Linked DNA regions of Macaca mulatta: region 2 is linked to region 1. Evidence: chromatin contacts called from public Hi-C data. All regions are on one chromosome and are shown on one strand. The core of a region is the stretch at or near the end of the contact, and the rest is flanking DNA. Distances in the headings are between cores, read along the strand shown.

Region 1 (6,944 bases), core at 1,072-3,571:
AAAAATATCCCGTGGAGTTATTGTTAGGAATAAATAGAAAAAAATACATACCTAAAGTTACAAGCAGAGTGCCTAGTAGATGGTTCAATCCTGTTCGTTCAATCCTTCATCCTTTTTTCACTTATAGCAGTAATGGAAATTAAAGCAAAAGAGTGAAATATTTTCATAAAGGTTGTAGGGTTTGTTGGGAGGAAAAATATCTACCTTCTAGAAGGGGTGCCATGGCAGCGACAGCTCAAGGTCCATGTGGGGTGCCTGTAACGAAAGAAAGGCAAATGAATGTATAATACTTAACGTAAGTTTTACATGGCATTGGAGCCTTCATAAGGAAATGAAGACCTGAAGAAACCTGAGCGTTTTATACTAGGTTTGATGAAAAGTAGACTCTTATGGAAAAATGTGGTAAGACAAAAAGGTGAGCTAATGGCAGTAAACTGGGGGAAACCTACCAAGGCCTACTCATTTAGATTCCTCTTGGCTCTGTCTTCACAGAAAAGATTGCTTATTTTCTCCAGGTATAGGGATGGCATCTCTCACATGAGGGTCTTAGACCTGCTTCACGGGAAGGTCAGAGTCCTCACACCTGCCATTTCTCAAATGTCATCAGCTTAAAATATTCAGTATGCTAAGGTGTTATATTTTGGGGTAGTGTGCCCTGAACACCATCATAAACGTGCTAGAAAAATTCTACAGCAAATTAGTGGACAAGGGGAAGCAGCTTAGGTATTAAAGATTGTGGAGAAGATCTATTAAAACATAGGGCTCCAATCCTCCTCTTAAGGAGTCTCCCCTTAAGAGACAGGGTTCACTTTCATCCCATATACTTCTGATTAAAATGAGCCTCTTATACCCAGGAGAATACATTCCAGGTGCAGAAAGCCAATTATCTAGTTATTCCCTTACCCACGTAATTATAGACCTTAATCCAAATTCAAAGGACTCCTGAGAGATGCTGGAATCTGTAATTGTGTAATCTCTTTGATGAAGCACAGAGTGTGATCTTTTGCTGGTGTGGGGCTAGGTTTCTGTGGAGAAGCTGGAAACGCTGTGGAAAAAAGAGCTTGACCCTTTTGTGTAGATGGACTCTAATGTAGTTGAAATTCCTAGAAGTCAAAGGTATAAATCTAACTACTAAAATCCTATTTGTAGTGCATTAAAATGCCAGTTATTAATTTACAGTAACAACTAAAGGGAAGCTTTGTATTATTCTAGGACTACAATGCAATTTATGCTTTGCATAATGATTCAGGAAATGACTTAGTGCTCCAGAAATACCATCTTGCTAGATACCATTCTGAATCCAGCGTTTCCGAGCAATCTCATCTCCGATACAGAATGATGACATACTCAGGATTCCAAGACGGCAAAATGACTTGGGTAATGTAGTCTAGGGCCTGCCAGTGAGTATGCTGAGACAGACCAGAAAGACTTAAAAGATTCCACTAATGCAGATAAAGCGAGCTGAGCCACAACTTCTCCGAACACCAACAGGATGCGCCAACACTTGACAAAAAAAAAAAAGAAGATAAAGTTTGTCTTCCAGCATTCCCTTACCCTATTTTCCCCTTCCTCTTCCCTACTTTATCAGTGGGAAAAGTTCTCAATAATGCAATTCTTACTGAGATTCTTGTGTTTATCAGAGAAATGTTTCCTCTTTCTTTATCAAGGAATTATATATTCCCAACAGACTTGGAGCTTGAATGCTTTATTTCCTTTGGAATTAAGAAAGGGGAGGTGGGGGAATCAAAAATTAAAAACCAAACCCAAGTCACTGTTTCTCTTCGAGGAAGGGTGGGTGGGTCAGTCGGATCTGGCGTTGCCTGAGCTCCGTACATTAACCCGCAGCTCTCAAGTTCGCCTCCCAGTAATGCCGGGCCCAGCCTCGCCGCGGTCGGTCGAGCCTCTGCCCAAGGTGGGAGCGGGCCACCCGGTCCCTTCACCCACTGAGGCCCAGGCCTCCCGCCTCAACACTAAGGTAGCTTGGCCGGGCCGGAGCAGCAGTCGCGGGGCCGGCACTGTGGCCGTGGAACCCCGGGCCAACCTCAGGCCTGGGCCAGCTCGGCTCCGGCCTGCAGGGGGCGCTGCGGCGGCACCGGCGCGAGGTCCGCGCGTGCGGGAAGCGACCCCAGGTGTAAGTCCCGCGGCGTGGGGCGCGTGGGGCAAGGCGAAGCGACTCAGGATCCCGGCGCCCGCGGGGGCCGCCGAGCGGCAGCGCTGGGCTTGCGGAGGAGCGTGAGCACCTGAGCCGCGGTGCCGGGTTACACCCTCAGTGACGCCAGGCGCGTTCCTTCCTCTTCCTCTCGCCTCTCCGGCCCCGCCTTCTCTTCCCTCCGCCCACCTCTCCGAAGCGGAGCCGCCGTCGCCAGCAGCGCCGTCATGTCGGCCCCCGCCGGGTCCCCTCACCCGGCCGCCAGCGCCCGGATCCCGCCCAAGTTCGGCGGAGCGGCCGCCTCAGGAGCCGCAGCGCCCGCGGGCCCGGCCCCGGCGCCGCACCAGCAGAACGGTGAGGCGGGCGGCCCGGGCGGAGCGCGGGGCCTAACACCGGCTGGGCGGCCTGCGCGGCCACATCGGGGCGGGGCTGGCCGGGAAGGGAGTCCGGGGCCAGGCCCGGCCCGAGGGAGGGGAGCGGGCGCGGTGCGGAGGCTGCGGGGTCCGCGCTGGGCGCGGGTAGGGGGCAGGGAAGGCGCGGCGCGGGGCGCGCGGGGGTTGGACGCCCCTGGCGTGGGGCCGGGGTCGGCGTGGGAAAGCTGGGGCCGGGGGTGTTTATGTAATGCGACCCTGGGCCCGAAACCGCCGGGGGCGAGTAGGGGCGACTGAAAAGCTGGGAACCCATGTAGTAAAACCCAGTTACCCAGCCTGGGCGCAGGCGAGTTGCCCCGAGCGACCCCTTGGCTGCGGGAGCGGGCCAGAAGCCGAGGCCGCAGAGTGCGTGGTCTGGGGAAGGCTGGTGCAGCCACCCAGCAGGGTGGATTGTGCCCTTCCTGCCTCAGGAAAATTGCTTCGGTTACTGAGGCCCAGCGAACACGCTGCCTTGAGGAAACTTAAGTTTGCACTCAAGTTTGTAGACAAAAGGGTGTAAATATGCTATGTAAGTGTAACTGTAACCCTGACCCAGTTCGGCCTCAAGATCTGTCATTGCCGCTGCGGCTGCTGCTCGAGCTTTTGGAGTTTGCTTGTAGTGTTTGAAAGGGAGCAGGTGTAAACGGATTTAAACGAACATCTTTAGATCTGGGTGTTTTTCCTAGCTCCACTTTCAGAGATGGAAAAACGTGCCAGAGTTGGCCCTGCTTTGAGGCAAGGCCTTCATACAGGCAGCAGCCAAATGCAACACGAAAGCCGCTTTCATATTAAGGTCGTGGGTTTTTAGTAGGCTGCAAAATGATCGTCTCTAGGATATGCATTCCCTAATGCTGAGATTTGGAATGTTCGAGGATGGGGCCAAGGGTGGGGGAATTCTCCTTATAGGCTTGATAATATGTCAGATGAGAACCTTGGAAAGTAATTGACTGAATTTAGAAAAATACCTCTGTCCTGTGTTGGTACGAGAACCAAACTACATTAGTACTCTCCAAATGATTGACCTGTTTTATCTAATTTCCTAGTGAAAATCTGCTGAACTTTATGAATTAGTTTAACCAACATCTAAGTTTTACAACTGATGCTTTTCAAATATGAAGTGTATCGTTTGTCCTGAGAAGCAGAGGTTGATTTTTTTTATAAACAAAAGTGATACTTTAGCCTCAATATTCTTTGGATCAGCCTTACCTATCAATATTACATGCTGTACTCTCAGTAGTCATTGTTTACTATAATCGCTTTTGGATATGACCAGGGTTATTGGTGGTGTACACCTGAACAAATGTAAAAATATTATTTGTGAGCAGTGTTTGTTGTTGTAACCTTAATATAAGTTCTTGTTTTTGTTTGTTTTTAAACTATCTTTATGAGGGAACTAGAAGACGATAATTTAGTAAAAGAGCCCAAGTCTTTTAGAACATTGTAGACTCATGTTTACCAGTGATTCAAGGATTGTGTCTTTCCTTGATTTTTTGAATATGCATTATCATCTTAGTGAACAGTTTTTAAAGTGGCAAATGTTTATTTCAACCTTATAAATTTTGTGAACACTCAAGAATGCCAGGATATGTACTCAGCCAAGTGTAATCAGGATGTTAAAATCTGTAAGAACAAATCAATGTTTGGATGCCAAATACAGATGATGCTTGAGTTCTCCTGTTTATAATCACTACTTTCCTTTAATGTTGCAATAATCATTTCAACATTTTTTGCGTGCTTACCAGTTGGGTACTCAAGGTTAGGGTAGTAGATGAGACAGAGTCCCTGCCTCTCTCCTAACTTGCCCTGTATTTGATAATGTTTGAATTGGTTCTGGCTAGCCTTGAGGGACTGGACAGGTTGGGGTGGGAGGGAAAGGTTGTCGGTAGCGGAGGTTACAGCATGAACTAAAGTTTGGAAATATGAAAGTGCAGGGCAGGCTTGTAAAGTGAAAGGAGTCAAGAGGTGTAGAGGGTGCTCGGTGGCATGGGAAGCCAAGGCATTGAAGCTGAAAGGAACAGGTTAAAAGGGGCCATGTTGCAGAAAGGCCTTAAATGTTATGCTAGGAAATTTGAAAGTTATGGTAAAGTATAAGAACTAGGGTCAGGTAGAGACAAGGTCTCCCTGTATTGCCCAGGCTGGTCTGCTGGGCTCAAGTGATCCTCACACCTCATCCTCCAGAAGGATTTTTGTTTTTGTGGAAGGGATTAGTATAAGTAGAGAAATCAGATTAAATCTCTTTTTGTTTTGTTTGCTGATCTCAAAAAAAAAAAAAAGTTTGCTACATGGTATCAGCATCTAGTAAGCAGTCACTTGGGTTTCTCATTTATTTTTCAGCCCTACATAAAGTAGTTAGCCTTTTAATATAGCTCTGTGGAATTCCAGACATGGTGAAAAAGAAATAGGTCAGAAATATGAGCATAAAACAGACAGAATTGCAAAACTGGAATGGTACCCAGAGATGACTTACTTCAGTGTTGTGGTGTAATATGAAATACATTTGACCTTTGTCCTGGGTTCCTGAAACAGCTCCTAAAACTCTTGTAATTTCCTGAGTGATAGGAGTGTCGCTTGTTACTCACAAGGAGCCTCTTTTGATTACATTTGAGTTTATACTAATGAAATGACTTAGGATGGGTCTCCTAGACAGCCTCAGGCTGGAGCTGGTCACCAGAAAGACCAAGTGATTACAGAGTTGGGACTTTCAGTCCCCACCCATCATCCCCTTTGAAGGGAAGTGGATAGGCTGGAGATGAAGCTTTATAAAAACTAGTAAGATTTAGTGACCTGGGTTGCTGAGCATGTGGAGATGCTGGGAGGGTGGCGACACCTGCCCCCATCCTTTGCCCTGTACATCTCTTTCATTTGGCTGTTCATCTGTATCCTTTATAATAAACAATATAAGTGTTTTCCTGAGTTCCACAAGCCCTTCTACCAAAGTGATTGAACCTAAGGAGGGGGTAGTAGAAGCTCCAGTTTGTAGCTGGTTCCTCAGAAGTACAGATGGCAACCTGCTACTTATGATACTTGTGATAGGCATCTGACATGGGGAGCAGTCTTGTGGGACTGAACCCTTAACTGAGTTAGATCTGAGTCTAACTTCAGGTAGGTATCTGACTCAGGGATCTGAGGCTAACTTCAGGTCAGAATTGAATTGAATTGGAGGACACCCAGTTGGTATCTGCTGGGGAAAAATAAAAACAAAAATGCACACATCTGGTCACAGAAGTGGTCTGTGCGGAATGAGAGTAGAGTGAAAAAAGTTTTTTGGTTTTTATTGTTTGTTTTAGAGACGGTGTCTCTCTGCCACCTAGGCTATAGTCAGTGGCTATATCATAGCTAAGTGGAGCCTCAATCTCCTGGGCTGAAGTGATCCTCCTGCCTCAGCTTCCCAAGTGACTAGGACTACAGGTATGCATCACCACTCTTGGCTAATTATTTTTATTTTTATAGAGACTGAGTCTCACCATGTAGCCCAGGTTGTTCTCAAACTGCTGGCCTAAAGCGATCCTCCTGCCTAGACCTACCAAGGTCTTGGGATTACAGGCGTGAGCCCCTAGGCTGGGCCCTGTTTTTTCTTTTGCAAGTGGTTAGCAAATGGCAAAGGTTTTTTGTTTGTTTGAGACGGAGTCTCACTCTGTCGCCAGGCTGGAGTGCAGTGGCGCAATCTCAGCTCACTGCAACCTCCACCTCCTGGGTTCAAGCGATTCTCCTGCCTCAGCCTCCTGAGTAGCGGGGACTACAGGCGCATGCCACCACTCCTGGCTAATTTCACCATGTTGAGATGGAGTTTCACTATGTTGGCCAGGATGGTCTCCATCTCCTGACCTCGCGATCCACCCGCCTCGGCCTCCCAAAGTGCTCGGATTACAGACGTGAGCCTCGGAGCCTGGCCCACAAACTTTTTTTTTTAAAGATTTGTTTTTCCAAAGGGCGTTGTATATAGATCCCTGATAGAGAAATCAGAAAAAAGCAAAGTGGTTGTGGTTAAAATAGAAGTAGAGGTTCAGTTGTTTTTAAGCACAGTTTGAAAAACACAAGAGTTCAGTTCCCTAATTTTACAGATGAAATGAAGATTCAGAAAGGTTAAGTAGGTACATTTTCTACCAATTCTGTGAAAGCTTTGTGAGGGTAGCAGTTTTTTCTGTCTCTTGTTCATGTCGTATAATGAGAGCTTATAACAGTATAGGCAAGTTACAGGTATTCATTAGACGTGTATTAAATGAAGTCTATTTTGTTTCTCCTAATTCCAACTCCAGGTCTCTTTTTTAAAATTTTTATTTATTTGTTTTAGAGACAGAATCTCACTCTGTCACCCAGGCTGGAGTACAGTGTTGCCGTCATAGCTCACTGCACCCTTGAACTCCTGGGCTCAATCTGTCTTCCTG
Region 2 (7,808 bases), core at 3,375-5,874, 350 kb after region 1:
CAACTGACAGCTAATGAACTCTCCTGATGTAATAGATAATCAAAGATAATATTTTAAGGAAGGAATTTTAATGCCCCATAACTCAAATGCCTCCCTGTTGCTTTGCTAATGTTGTAAACATTGCAAAACATGGTGTCACGCACGTCCATGTGAAGAGAGTCCACCAACAGGCTTTGTGTGAGCAACAAGGCTGTTTATTTCACGTGGGTGAAGTGGGCTGAGTCCAAAAAGACAGTCAGCAAAGGAAGGTAGGGGTGGGACAGTTTTATAGGACTGGGGTAAGCAGTGGAAAGTTATAGTTAAAGGTGGCTATCTATTGTCAGCAAAGGAGGGGGTCACAAGGTGCATGGTGGGGAGATCATAAGACTCATGGTCCAGAAAAAAATGTCACGAGGTCGATCAATCGATCGGGTGGGGCAGGGCAGGAACAGGTCATAATGGAATGTCTAAAGGTTGGTCAATCAGTTAAGACAGGAGCAGGCTGTTTCACTTCCTTTGTAGTTTTCAGTTGCCTCAGGCCATCTGGATGTATGCATGCAGGCTTGGCTCAGAGGCCTGACACATGGAGCTTGTAGGTTAAAAGTGAATTGCATTTGAAGATAAAATTTTTAAAAAAAATTTCTTTGTTTAGTTTATTTTATACTTTATTAGCATCTGTGTTTTACAAACATGACTTATAGTCCAATGTGGTGATTTTTGAAGATGAACTGGGAGATGGAAGATAATTCTAAATCTTAATAATTCTGATAAAGTTAGTAATGAAGAATCACAACTTATAAATGAAGCAATGGCTCCAGCAAAATTGAAAAGACACTTAACTGCAAACCATAGTAAAAGAGCAGATAATTTTATATGACCTTTGGAAACCCAGAGTAAAGAATGTATTTTTTTTAAGTGACCTTCAGTAAAAAGGTCCAGAAAGCAAGTTATTTAGCAGAGGAACTTTTTGACCCGAAAAGGAAAAAGCCCCACAATTGATGGGACCTCATAATTTCAGTATGTATAATTACAGAGAGTAAGACGCCAGCATATGATGTAATGACAAACTAAAACAGTTTCACTTTCAAAGTTTGATAAACTGATGTGATTGATGACATGTCACATAATGCTGCATAGCATCAAAAGAACCTAACAATTTCTCATCCAGGTTGATGAATCAACAGATTTCAACAACAAATGTCATAGAGTAGCATTTGTAAGATTTATAAATTATGGCAAAATTCAAGAAAATTTTTCTTCTATGAAACACTGCTGCAAAGAAGCAAAGGTAAAGATATATTTATTGTCTTGTCTTCATATTGGAAACAGAAGGTACATTTTGGAAGAACTGTGTCAGTATCTACTTACGGTATCCTATCAAGGACTGGTTTCTTTAGAGATTTCAATTCTCATTAAAATCCTGACATATTCACAACTCACTGCTTTCTTCCCAGAGAGTGCTGGTGTCAGAAAGTTTTGGAGCAAAAATGAAAAAAGTTCTAGATGATGCTATGAAGATGACTTATCAAACGCAGGGCAATTCACTTCTAAAATTTTTTTTTAAACTATGTGAAAACCTGGACAAGGCCCATGTAAATCTCCTTCCACATGCATAAATCTTATGGCTTAGCAGATCGTTTTGGGGGAAGCCAGCTGGCATGTCATGTCAGTACTCAAGCACCCTGTAAAGAGGTCCGTATGGCAAGGAACTGGCGCCTGGCAATAGGCAGCATCAGCTTGCTAGGCATGTCAGGGAGCTCCCTCAGAAAAGGATCCTCTAGCCCTAGTCAAGTCTTCAGTGGACTGCAGCCCCAGGTGATATCTTGATTGCAACCTTATGAGAGACCCTGGGTCAAAATCATCCAGCTAAGCTGCTCCTTAATTTCTGACCTACAGAAATTATGCAAAATAATGTTTATTGACACTATGGATTGGAGTGAGAGAAACTAATACAGATTCTTCTCCTTAACAGGACGCTTGACATAGAAAGTGAATCATAGAAATACATTCAAGAAAACAGTAGCCCAGATTTTACCAAATTCTTTGAAGATGAAGAATGGCTGCAGAAACTAGCATTTTTTTTTTTTTTGCATTTATATAAAGAAATGCCCAATGCTAGGTAATTTATAAAGAAAGAGGTTTAATTGGCTTATGGTTCTGGAGGCTTTACAGGAAGCAAGGTGCTGGCATCAGTTTCTGGTAAGGTCTCTAGAAGTTTACAATCATGGCGAAAGGTGATGGGGAGCCAGTATGTCACATGGCAAGAGTGGGAGCAAGAGAGAGATGGATGAAGTCACAGACTCTTAAAACAACCACATCTCAAGTGAACTGAGTGAAAACTCACTTATCACCAAAGGGATGGTGCTAAGCCACTCATGAGAATTCTGCCCCCATGATCCAATCACCTCCCACCAGGTCCCATCTACAACACTGGGAATAAAATTTCAGCATCATGAGATTTGGAAGGAACAAACATCCAAACCATATCACCTACTTAACAGACATTTTCATCACATGAACTAGTTGAACAAGGATCTTCAGGCCCTGGAGAAAATCGTTTTACTTCGAGTGACAAGATTTTTGGGTTTAAATAAAAATTGAATATTTGGAAAAGTTGTATTGCAAAAAGGGATCTTGAAATGTTTCCACTGCTGCTTGGACTTTAGAGTAAGGAAGTCTCAAGTCTTACTGAAAACCACCAGTGGGAATTGCAGAACAAAACTGAACAGTATTCTCCTTCCCCTTGAACACAACTGTATGACTAGATGAGGAACCCTTTCCTTGAATCTTCTCAGCCTGAGCACCTGACTTTGAGAAAAGAGGAAGAACTTTGTGAATGTATGACTGTAGATATAAGATGAAATTTACTTATTTGTGTTTCTTCTTCTTTTGATACAGATTCTCGCTCTGTTGCCCAGGCTGGAATGCAGTGGCGCGATCTTGGCTCACTGCAACCTCTGCCTCCCGGGTTCAAGCGATTCTCCTGCCTCAGCCTCCCAAGCAGCTAGGATTACAGACGCCCACCATCACGCCCGGCTAAGTTTTGTATTTTTAGTAGAGACAAGGTTTCACCATGTTGGCCAGGCTGGTCTTGAACTCCTGACCTCAGGTGATCCGCCTGCCTTGGCCTCCCAAAATGCTGGGATTATAGGCGTGAGTCACGGCGCCTGGCCTGATTTATGCTTCTACAAGTTTTGGATTTCTGAGAAAGAAGAGCAGCTTGACATGTTTAGGACAGTAATAAACATTTTGACATACTTTTAAACTTCTTGTTCAAGCAAGCTTTTTCTAAGTTTTAAGAGTAAAGACAGAAATCATCTCATTTCAGTTGAAAATGAAATCTGTATGTGACAATCTTAAGTTCAATTCAGAACTGAGCCAATACACAGCAAAAGACAAGCAAAGGTTTCACACTAAATAGGTAATTTTCATTTTTTGTTTCAAAAATAATACACTTACACGTATATAGGCCCATAAAAAGATCAACATTCGTTAAAATCAAATTGCATCATTTACTAAACTAAAAGAAAAAGAAAAAGTAAAGTTTCTTCTCTCACTTATTTTGTTTGTTTGTTTTGAGACCAAGTCTTGCTCTGTCGTCTGGGCTGGAGTGCAGTGGCGTGATCTCGGCTCACTGCAACCTCCGCCTCCCCGGTTCAAGCGATTCTCTTGCCTCAGCCTCCCGAGTAGCTGCGATTACAGGTGTGCGCCACCATGCCCGGCTAATTTTTGTATTTTTAGTAGAGAAGGGGTTTCACCGTATTGGCCAGGCTGGTCTCGAACTCCTGACCTCAAGTGATCCATCCGCCTCGGCCTCCCAAAGTGCTGGGATTACAGGCGTGAGCCACCGCACCCCGCCTACAAAGGTATTTTAAAATCCCCCTTACAATAACCCTCTCAGTTAGATAGGTACCAAGTTCCACCCTCTTCTAAACACGATGTCAATATCAAGGTAAGGTCTCAGAGGGTTTGGTTGTAAAAGGCTCCAGCCAAATTTAATAAATGGGAAGTGACTACCTTTATTTGTGAGAGAAGCTTTGGAGAATGTGGAGGAAGCAGATGTCAAATATAAGGGGCTTAAGACGAGAAGGAGAGGAGCCTCCAGCACAGTCCGCTTCACATCCTGTCGGTGCTCAAAACATACTTGAATGAATACCCGGTACAAAAGATAAAAATGATGGTTTGGTTTTCTATAAGACACCATAGTTTCTTTAAAATTACACAAACACATGCATTGCTTTTTTCCCTCTAATTAGTGAGACCATAGCGCAAAAGAACAAGCACAGCTGAGCGCTCAGTGGTGCGAAAATCAAAAGGTCGGGAAGAAACAAGAAACTCAGACAAACGCTTCCGCCGGCTGTGACAGGTTCTGAGGCGACCAGATCCACTGGACATAGCGCGGCTCAGATACCTCAGAGACCTGTCCACACAGTTGCTGAAGTTAGCAACAAACTATTGAGCGCTGTTGGGCACCATTTAGTCTGAGAAGCAAATGCGCCCAGCCAGTCGGCACGGACTTCAAAAACTAACCTTGTTTCTTGCAAGGTGCTGGCAGTTGTTCTGGCAGTCAGGGCGGGAACCAAACAGAAACCCACCCCGCCTCTGGAAGAGAAGGCGGATCCCTAACGCCAGCTATCTCCAAGAGCAACATTGCCGCAGCACTTCCGGGACGTCGTGCTGCGAAGGACGCAGCTATTATACGTCACTTCCACGGCGCGGCGTTAGGCAAGTTGACCTCTCTGTTGTAAATTAGTGGTTAAGGTTAGATATTATTGCCACTTTTCCAAAGCTAAAGGCTGTTTTGGAACCAGTGTCGCTGGTTCCGCGCGTGACTACCTTTTTTTTGCAAACCAGTTATTCCAGTTTCTGGTCTAAAAAACTCTGTGGCTGTACGGTAGCCGAGGAGGTTCCAGCGCGGCGGAAGTACCCAGTAGGTGGGTGTGCGCGTAAGGCCAGGGCCAGAGGGGCACGTGGCGCCGGTGAGTGACCGTAGAAGCCGGAGGATTTGAAAATGGTGGACGCGGAACCCAGCTGCCGGAGGGAGGGAGGAAGGAAGGGGATGCAGTGCGAAGACCTTGCTGTCTGAAGGGGGAGGAGGTACTAATCCTGGGGCGGCAAGGCTGGTATGTTTGGTCGGTCGGCGCTCAGGAGACCATGAGGAAGTAAACTCTTCACCCATCAGGTTGGTGGTCACTGGCTGTCTGACCGTGGGTGAGGTGACAGGGCTGCTTTTGTCCCCTTTATGGTGTTCTCACCGCGGCTCCGAGGGGTTGGAGTGTACTCAGATGCTACAGTGATCAGAAGACACGGGTCGTTTTTTTTTTTTTCACCAGGGAGGAGAGAGAATGTCTTTTCGAGGCGGAGGTCGTGGAGGCTTTAATCGAGGTGGTGGAGGTGGCGGCTTCAACCGAGGCGGCAGCAGCAACCACTTCCGAGGTGGAAGCGGCGGTGGAGGCGGCGGCAATTTCAGAGGCGGCGGCAGGGGAGGATTTGGACGAGGGGGTGGCCGCGGAGGCTTTAACAAAGGCCAAGACCAAGGACCTCCAGAACGTGTAGTGTGTATGCAGTCTTCAATATTTAGCCTATTTGAAGGAATAGGGGTGGGTTGTGGGTTTGTGTTATTAGTCCAGCAAGTTTGGGATACACAAGCCTGTGTGGAGAATGATGTAAACTGACATAATCGTACAGTAGCATGTAAGGGTGGGGTGGGGAGATCAAGAAAGCTGAGGGATACTTAAAATGCATCATGGAAGTGGAACTTCAGGGTTGACAGGAAGATATTAAATAGGTAATAGTGAGTACTTATCCCTAATTCCCCGATTTTACAGATGAGAAAACTATGATTTAGAGTTAAGTTTTTATAGCTGAAATATAAGTATAGCTGAAATACAGGCTGGGTGCCGTGGCTCACGCTTGTAATCCCAACACTTGGGAAGCTGAGACAGGAGGATCACTTGAATCCGGGAGTTAGACACCAGCCTGGACAATAAAGCAAGGACCCTGTCTGTACAGAAAAAGAAATACAAAGCCAAGTATTCTGACTCCAAAGCCCATGCTTTCCATTACTACTTAAAAGTAGATAAGTGAGAAAACAATTTGCTTGAGAGGGAAACTGCCAAAGAGGAAGTCGAGAAAAAGACCCATTTAGGATAGTTTTATAGTAATTAATAATGAGATGGGAATGGAAGTCACAGAGAGTGAAACTTACTACATTAAAGAGGAGAGAGGGTGAAGAGTGTCTAAGAATGGTTGGATGAGTATGCAGGATGGTTTGAAAGGAGCAGTTTCTAGAATAAAAGGTCCCAGCCTGCAAGCTGTTGTACCAGTCCATACACGAGGCATTGAGAGCCTGATTCAGGATGGTGAGGAAAAAAAGGAAGGGTTAGATAGGAGAGAGATTTCAAAGGAAACAAAATCGGTAGAACTTAGCTAATGCTGATAATAAAGGGTTCCAGGTTTTGCGCTTGGGTGATAGGAATGAAGAGTTGGTTTTGCAGGAATGTGTTAATTATTTTAGTTTAGGGGGACAGTCTAGTTAGTTAGAACTAAAGGTAGTTATTTTGAGATTCCAAATGTCCTTGAAAACAATGAATCATTGTTAAAGAGGTGGTAGTGGGAATAGGAAAGTTCTGAGGCAAGAGAAAAAAAAAAGAACAAAGGGTAATTCTTTTAGGGGTTGAAGAAAAGGGAGTGAAGAAAAGGAATAACCAAGAGAATGAAGCAGAGTTTTGAATCAGATAATAAATTTTAATAAGATAACTGTTACATGTGGAATGGTCTCAATGTGCCAGGCACTGTTTTAAGCACTTGAAATTGGTTATTCCATTGAGTCCTTACATTACTGTATATTAGGTATAGCTGTACATTATATGTTACTAGTGTCTACTAAAGAGGAAACACTGAATTAGAGAAAGGGTGGGTAACTTCTCCTAGGTTACATAGCTAGTGTGTTGTGGAGTTGGTATACCAGCCCAGGAAGTCCACACTCTTAATGACTGTGGTCTTCTGCCTCAGAGGAGAGCAGGTATGGTGAAGTCCCAGGTAGCCAGGAAGAAAGCTTCCAGAAGAAGTTGGTCAGTATCGTTTGAAATAGTTCTGTGTTTTAATATTTTCTTGTCCTATTTCAGTATTAGGAGAGTTCCTGCATCCCTGTGAAGATGACATAGTTTGTAAATGTACCACAGATGAAAATAAGGTGCCTTATTTCAATGCTCCTGTTTACTTAGAAAACAAAGAACAAATTGGAAAAGTGGATGAAATATTTGGACAACTTAGAGATTTTGTATCCTTTTTCATTGGAAGACCTAATAATATTCAAAGGTTGCTATTTGTATTTTTGTGAGGAGGCGGTTAAGTGTAAATTAGACTTGTTGCTTCATTAAATTAGACAGGATTGCTACAGATTGGACCATGAAGGAGAATCAAGGGGAGAATGTATTCATCCATAGATATTAAAATGACAGACCCTAGAAAGGTGACTGTTTTTGGAAAATTCTAGAAATGGCCATTTGGATAAGTACTACAAGATTAAGTTGGCTGATTTGGATGTAGTGGTGCCACTGGAAATGTAGAATTAGAAGCTGTTTGGTGCCCCCACTACCCTGGAAACTCCTTCCTTGCTTTCTCTCTTTCTTTCTCTTTCTCTTTTTTTCTTTCTCTGTCTTTCTCTTTCTCATTTTCTCTTTCCCTGTCTCTTTCTCTTTCTCTCTCTCTCTCTCTCGCTCTCGCTCTCGCTCTTTCCCTTCCTCCCTCCTTCTCTTTTTTTCTTTTTTCTTTTTTTTTTTGACAGAGACTCTTTCTGTTGCCCAGGGTGGAGTGCAGTGGCATGA

The links. A called contact is a pair of places that touch in the nucleus more often than the background predicts.
Region 2: a Hi-C map of fetal cortical plate shows a contact between it and region 1, with 5 times the contacts expected there. The contact joins the promoter of CFI here to the promoter of SEC24B in region 1. A contact is called at or near these places in 7 of 14 Hi-C or Micro-C datasets (CD4 T cells, blood, cortical neurons and 4 more).

The regions. Positions count from the first base shown.
Region 1 is chr5:118,764,039-118,770,982 of T2T-MMU8v2.0, forward strand. SEC24B (SEC24 homolog B, COPII coat complex component) reads left to right here and starts at 2,322. Exons shown (of 23, transcript XM_015139012.3): 1 at 2,322-2,503. The coding sequence starts at 2,377. It overlaps LOC144340823 (a long non-coding RNA gene), which reads right to left and starts at 2,294. Exons shown (of 2, transcript XR_013417267.1): 1 at 52-2,294.
Region 2 is chr5:119,113,963-119,121,770 of T2T-MMU8v2.0, forward strand. CFI (complement factor I) reads right to left here and starts at 4,625. Exons shown (of 13, transcript XM_078002083.1): 1 at 4,510-4,625. It overlaps GAR1 (GAR1 ribonucleoprotein), which reads left to right and starts at 4,684. Exons shown (of 7, transcript XM_015139029.3): 1 at 4,684-4,913; 2 at 5,313-5,538; 3 at 7,107-7,261. The coding sequence starts at 5,325.